Linked DNA regions of Sus scrofa: region 2 is linked to region 1. Evidence: chromatin contacts called from public Hi-C data. All regions are on one chromosome and are shown on one strand. Each heading gives the region's core, a stretch centred on a gene start, on an enhancer-like site or on the middle of the called end of the contact. The rest is flanking DNA. Distances are from core to core; before and after follow the strand shown. Region 1 holds the start of LRRC59 (leucine rich repeat containing 59). Region 2 holds the start of CHAD (chondroadherin).

The links. Hi-C and Micro-C count contacts between places; a contact is called where the count stands out from the background.
Region 2: a Hi-C map of embryonic fibroblasts shows a contact between it and region 1, with 1.8 times the contacts expected there. The contact joins the promoter of CHAD here to the promoter of LRRC59 in region 1. A contact is called at or near these places in 1 of 5 promoter capture datasets (liver), 1 of 47 Hi-C or Micro-C datasets (embryonic fibroblasts) and 2 of 2 datasets of contacts at active chromatin or transcription factors (alveolar macrophages and skeletal muscle).

The regions. Positions count from the first base shown.
Region 1 is chr12:26,692,965-26,696,407 of Sscrofa11.1, forward strand. LRRC59 (leucine rich repeat containing 59) reads right to left here and starts at 1,303. Exons shown (of 7, transcript NM_001244951.1): 1 at 992-1,303. The coding sequence starts at 1,096.
Region 2 is chr12:26,744,599-26,747,952 of Sscrofa11.1, forward strand. It overlaps CHAD (chondroadherin), which reads right to left and starts at 1,766. Exons shown (of 4, transcript XM_005668885.3): 1 at 644-1,766. The coding sequence starts at 1,417. All of the region lies in intron 10 of ACSF2 (acyl-CoA synthetase family member 2, mitochondrial), which reads left to right.

The DNA.
Region 1 (3,443 bases), core at 53-2,552:
GAGCATTTGCTACCTGCCAAGTAGTTTACATTACAATTGTATTTAGTCCTCCCAACAGCCCTATGAGATAGCAACAACTATCACCGTGTTATAAAGGAGGATAATCTAGGCTCAAAGGTTAACTAGCCTGCCAAGGGTACTAAGCCATTAAGCAATACAGCTGATCTACGAACTGGGAATCCCATTCTAACCTGGATACTACACAGCCAAGGTGGAGGGAAGACTGGGCCAAGTGCCAAAAGCAAATATGATCAGTTAGAGACAGTGACGAAAGTGCAGGTCATCCAAAGCGACGCTACTGTGGGGGATAAGGGTGGGGAACTAGGTGGGCAAAGCAAGGATGTACATTAACTTCACTTTGGCAACAAACTAGTCAGGTAATGTCCCTTGGGCCTCAGCCTGTTTTCCTGGTTGTGGGAGTGGGGGGGGGGGGGCCACCCTGGTGCAGATTCCCGCCAGTTTCAGAGTTGGGAAGAGACCTTGCCAACCAAGCAGTGACATTTCACTCTCAAGGAAGGACGCCTCAAGGCTGGGACAGCCAGCTGGGATTGGTCGCTTCCTAGAAAGGCCTGGTTCTGAGCCACACCCAGGTCTACCCGGAGGCCTACTCTGACGAGTCACTCATTCATTTGTTCATTCATTCTCCCAAAACATCAAGCAATCTCTCCGTGGGCGCCTACTCTGGGTCGGGCACGGAGCGAAGTTCCCTGAAAGCTCTTGAAATGCACGAAGATTCACTCCTGACCCGTAAAAAGCCCATGGCTACACCAGCAGCTAACCTCCCATCTTCTGGACCTGCGCCAAAGTGACACGTGTACATCCCAGGAAGAACGCTGGGGCTGGACGCGGCCTCCCCGAGGACTTAGTCCCACTTCCCCCACCTCGTTTTAAGCCATGGAAACTGAAGCTTGGGAAGGAAGGAGACCCCCCCCCACCAGGGGCCAGCGCCAGTCGAGGACCGGCGCCTTGGGCCTCGAGGGACCGTACTGACCAGCTCCTTGACAGGGACCTCATTCAGGTCGCTGAGGCTCAGGTCCAGCTCGTTGCCGTCAAGCTTGTCGCGGAGGTTCCCGCCCTTGCTACCGGCCTTGGTCATGGTGACGCCGGCTGAACGGGTCCCGGCCCCGGGGCTCCGACGGGCAGGAGAAAGGCTGAGAAGCCGCTCGTGGACTGAGGGGACGCGCACTCAACCGACAAAGCCTACGTCCCCCGCCGCCGCAGGTGCGAGATCACCGCCGACCGTCCGCCCGCCGGCCGCACTCTGAGCCCCGCACCCCGTTCCCACCGGTGCCGCCGCGACGACGACCACTTCCGTGTCCACGTCACCTTCCGCGGCCACTGAGACAGGCTGGGCCAGAGCGGCCAGAGCATGTTCGGGAGCGCCCTCTGGCGCACAGGATGGCGCACTGCTGTCCCGGGCACGGCCGAGGGCGCCGGTTCAGGCTCTTTTTTTTTAGGGCATCCGCGGCATATGAAAGTTCTCCATGCCACAGCCACAGTAACGCGGGATCCCAGCCGTGTCTGCGACCTACACCACAACTCACTGCAACGCGAGATCCCCAACCCGCTGAGCGGGTTGGAACCCGTGTCTTCAGGAATACTAGTCGGATTGGTTTTCTCTGCGCCAGAATGGGAACTCCTGGTTCAGGCTCTTTCTGTTGCCCGCCCCCTGAGCAGCTGGGTATCCGGGTGGCGGGAAGGGCGCCGGCTGGCAGTAGCCTCAGGCAACGCCAGAAGGCAAAAAGGCTGGGGGCTGGAGTTCCCGTCGTGGCGCAGTGGTTCCGACCAGGAACCATGAGATTGCGGGTTCGGTTCCTGCCCTTGCTCAGTGGGTTAACGATCCGGCGTTGCGGTGAGCTGTGGTGTAGGTTGCAGGCGCGGCTCGGATCCTGCATTGCTGTGGCTCTGGCCTAGGCTAGGCCGGCAGCTACAGCTCCGATTGGACCCCTGGCCTGGGAACCTCCATATGCCGCGGGAACGGCCCAAGAAATAGCAAAAAGACAAAAAAAAAAAAAAAAGGCTGGGGGCTGGAGGAGCTCACATCCAAAACTTACCTCACCAGATTTTCCCCATTCTTCTGGATTAGGAGCAGAAACTAGATGTCCTTCAAAATTGCTCTGTCCCCTATTTAACTAACAATCCCCAAATCATCATCATCGTCCGGAAAACTTTGCCTCTCTCTCTCACCTCCTCCTTACCTCCCCAAGCCCTGGGACCAGCAACTTACGCCTGGATTACTACTCACAGTGTCTCTACCTCTCATCCACCTCCACCCAGCTGCCCACATGATATTTCTAAAAATCTAGCCAAGTCTCTCCTTTGCTTAAAACCCTTCAAACCTCCAGCTGTCTGTAGGATATGGACCACTCTCTTTTCTAGACTGAATCCTGTGTGTTCCTGCAACTTTCTGACAAGCCCTGGCCCCAGCCAGGGATACTTCAGAGACTTCCAGTAGGTGGCATCCACACCTTCCCTGGTCTTGGAATGGCCCTGCCTTCCGACCTACCTTTGCTACCTAGCTAATTCCTAGTCCTTCAGGAAACCTTCCCTGGGGTTTATGAATCCTTAAGCAGTCACCATACATTACCTACAAACAAGCATTATAATGGTACCCGGCTGATAGAGTTTGAGGAGGACTGAATTAGTAAAATACATGAAGAACTTACATCAGTGTCTGGCACTTAGTAAGTACCCAGTCAATACTAGCTTTCACTCCTAATCCACCGTTATACTTACCTTTGTGCGACTTTCCTCCTAATGGGTTGTGATGGCAGGGGTTTCGCCTTTGCATTCCCAGTGTCTGATCCAGGGTAGCTGCTCATTCAAAAGTCTGTTGAGAGTTCCCACTGTGGCTCAGTGGTTAACTTATCCGACTAGGAACCACGAGGTTGCGGGTTCAATCCCTGCCCTTGCTCAGTGGGTTAACGATCCAGCGTTGCTGTGAGCTGTGGTGCAGGTTGCAGACGCGCCTCAGATCCCGCGTTGCTGTGGCTGTGGCGTAGGCCAGCAGCTACAGCTCTGATTAGACCCCTAGACTGGGAACCTCCACATGCCATGGGAGCAGCCCTAGAAAAGGCAAAAAGACAAAAAAAAAAAAAAAAATCTGTCGAATGAATGCATGAAACACGTCACCCACTCCAGACTTCAGTTGGCTTATTTTTGTTTTGTTTTGTTTTTGCATTTTAGGGCTGCACACAAGGCATATGGAAGTTTCCAGGCTAGGGGTCGAATCAGAGTTACAGCTGCCGGCCACAGCCACAGCCACAGCAATGCCAGATTCGAGCCATGTCTGCGACCTATACCACAGCTCATGGGAACGCTGGATCTTTAACCCACTGTACCACGATGGGAACTCCTGTCTTATTTTCGAAATGGAGAGGGGATCTATGAAGAACCAATGAAGTCAGTTCAGGGGCCTACTCAATTAACAAATCATTGTGCGT
Region 2 (3,354 bases), core at 516-3,015, 52 kb after region 1:
TGGACCTGGGAATGCAGTGGCATGTGTGTGTGTGTGTGTGTGGACTGGGGGGTGGGGGGCATCTCTGGGAGGCACGGAGGGGGCCTTCCTCAGCTATGTGCTCCCCCCTCACTCCCCAGCCCCCCACCCCACCTTAGCACACATGCACTCTCCCCACCAGGAACAGGGTCTCTTTGTGGGCCTGAGGTGCCCAGCTCCTCTGGAAGGCTCCTCAATAAACAAACCTTCCTTTATGGGGTGGGAGGTTTACTGGAGACTGGGGGCGGGGTGGAGGTGGGGGACACAGCAAGGACGGGTGGAAGGCCCAAAAGGAAGAGGTGGCTGCTGTGCAAGGAGTTTGGGAGCCCTGGACATCCCTCCTTGGGGCCTACTGGTGGGGCCAGGGCAGCCCCGGCTCTGTTTTTAAGTAGGAATCCTAGGAGGGCCGTGCCAGAGACTAGGGACTAGGGGCAGCAGGGCAGGATTTGGGGCAGGCACGGGACAAGATGAGGGACAGAGGTGGCAGAGCTCCTCACCTTGGAGTTAGCCACAGGAAGAGGCAATTTTAGGGAAGAGGGGATGGTGCCCAGCTGTGGCCCTGGATCCCCGGGCCTCCTGGCAGTGAAGAAGGAGCCAGGGCAGAGCTCTGCAGCCAGGAGCTCACCTTCTCCAGGTTGGTGTTGTCCAGCCAGAGGGTCTCCAGGTATCTGCCGAAAGACTGGAAGGCATGGTCTGGGATGCTTTTCAGGGGGTTGTGGGACAGCTTCAGCTCCTCCACCACCCGCAGCTTGCTCAGAGCAGCCGAGGGGTAGCTGGATAGCTGGTTCCTATCCAGGTAGAACTTGGCGAGGTTTTCCACGTCGTCCAGAGAGCCGGGCTGCAGGGAACTGAGTGAGTTTTCCGACAGGTAGAGCCAGCGCAGGTCCTTGGCGCCCTGGAAGGCGCCTGCGCGCAGCTCGCGGATCTTGTTGTTGTTGAGCTGCAGGATGAAAAGGTTGACCAGCGGGGAGAGTAGCCCTCGGGGCAGCTCGGTCACCTTGTTGTGGTCCAGGTAGAGGTAGGTGAGCTCGGTCAGGTCGTCGAAGGCGCCAGCGCGCAGCACGCGGATGTCGTTGTGGGATAGGTACAGGTAGATGAGCTGCTTGAGGCCGCGGAAGGCGCCAGAGGCCACCTCGCGGATCTGGCAGTGCTGCAGGTGCAGCGAGACGAGGTTCGGCATGGCCCGAAACGAGTTAGCAGCCAGCACTGGGAAGTTGTTGCGCTGTAGGTTGAGCAGCTTGGTCTTCTCTGACACTTTGGGGATCTTCTGCAGCCCCACCTTGTCGCAGATGACGTGCTGCAGGTCGCCGTGGCAGTGGCAGTTCTGGGGGCAGGCGGCCAGCGCCGGCAGCAGGCCGGCCAGGAGGCCGAGGCTGAGCAAGAGCATCTGGCGGGCCATGGCTGGGACGCCAGGGGCCGGGGCTGGGGGCGGCTGCAAGTCCTCGGCGCTCGGTCTCCCGCCCTATTTATACGGTGGCCCTGACCGCAGCCGGCAGCCGGAGCCAGCTCCTACGTGGAGCCGCGAGGGCACCGGGTTAACTCCCTCCCGCCCGGAGCTGCGCCCCTGCCCTCGACGGGGAGGGGCCCTCTCACCCTGGGGACCGTGCGCGGCTGGACCCAGGTCCCCGAACCTCAGTCCCCAGCCCGGCCCCCCCTATCTCCCTGCCCTCGGATCTTGCTCCCTCCCAGCCCTGACCTCCTTTCCCCCTGCTTTCCTGGTGGGGGCAGTAATGGGTGTGTCCAGGGCCCCCGAGTTTACACCGCAGAGAGGGAGGCGGTCCCTGAACTTATTTGTTTGCTCAAGTCTGAGCCTCCACGCCTCCCCCCCCATACACGCTCGGCCGCGTGCCCTGGACCCAGCGAGGGAGGAAGTGGGGCCGGACGGCCGGACGCGAGTCTCGCCGCGGTCGCCGGCCGGCGGCGCTTTAATGGGGCTCTTGTGCGGCGCCGGCGGAGCGTGAGAGCTGCTCTGGCGTCGGGCTCCCCCTTCCGGCTGCACCCGCAGCCAACCCTCAGGAGGCTGGAGAGGTTGGAGGTCCGATGGCTCCTCTCTCCCAGGCGCTCCCCCACCTCCCCCGCCCCCCGCCCTCCCCTTCTCCCTGGGCTCGCGTTTCCGTCCCCGGCACCCCCATGCCCCTTTGCCACGGGTGAAGGTAATCAGAAGAGTGGGACCTGGTGGTGAGGGGAGTGACCCACAGGGCTGGGCAAACACACCAGAAGGCCACAGCCGCACCATCTTTCCCTGTCCTTAATCTCCCTAGAATGTCCCCATCTCTTCATCCCCACCCCTCGGCGGTCAGGAACCGCCCCCCTCCCCGGGGGAGGTGGGGGGCTCTCTCAGGATGGCGGCCAGGGTGGCGCCAAGGTGTACTTGGCAGAAGCCACACCTGGGCAGTGGCCCCAGGACTGTGAGGGTGGGTGAGGGGGCTGGGTCCTGGCTACAAAGGACCAGCCCTTGGACAGCTTGGGTTTCCTGACCCCAGGTCCTGTGGGCAGCCCTGCCCCAGCTGACCAGATCTCTGTGTCCACTTGTCCCGCCACGGTGTCCAGATTCTTGTGGAAAGGGGAGGGGAGGGCAGGCAGCGTCTCAGCTCTGGCCTCAAAGCAAGCTCTGGGCTGACTGGTAGGGGTTCTTGTCTGTTTTGGGGGGTGAGGGGAGGAGCCGGACCTCAGATCTTGCCAGACCCCAGCTGTGCCTGAGTCATGCCCCCTGACACAGAAGAAATTTGGAACGGGGTGAGGCTGAAGGACGAACAAAGGTCTGGTGTCTTTGCTGGCTGGAAGGGACCAAGAAGAGAGGGTAGCCTGCCCCTCTCCTTTCACCCAGAATTCAGGTGGGGAGACCTACCCCTCTCCTAAGCTCCTTTCACGCGTTGGGGGTCACAGTCGGCCCAGAACACTGCCTGGTTTTCAGGCTTCTCCAAGGCTGGCTTCTGGTTTTCTGTGGCTCAGGACGTTCCAACCACTAGAAGGGGGAGAGTGGGGGGAGGGTGTGTGCCACTGGCTTTTTAAATCCTTGCTTTGGCTGTATTTTTATTTTGATGAAAATAAATGTACAGGAAACTTTCCAGAACTTGGGGGGGGGGGGCGCACCTATCCCAATGCTAGGCACTTGTCCCAGGAGTCTGGTGGGTGGGTGGGTTGTGTTTATAGCTCCCAGCTGGGCCAGGGGAGGCTGGCTTTCTCATCAAGTTTTCAGACCCTTCAGCTTGGAAGGGAGGGCCAGGGGATGTTACGGCCTGAATTCAGGAAGCCGGTGCTAAGACGCCTTGGGGCTGGGGCACTGGTGCTGCTGGGAGCCACAGGCTAAAGCGTATGGCTGCTCCAGGGAATTGT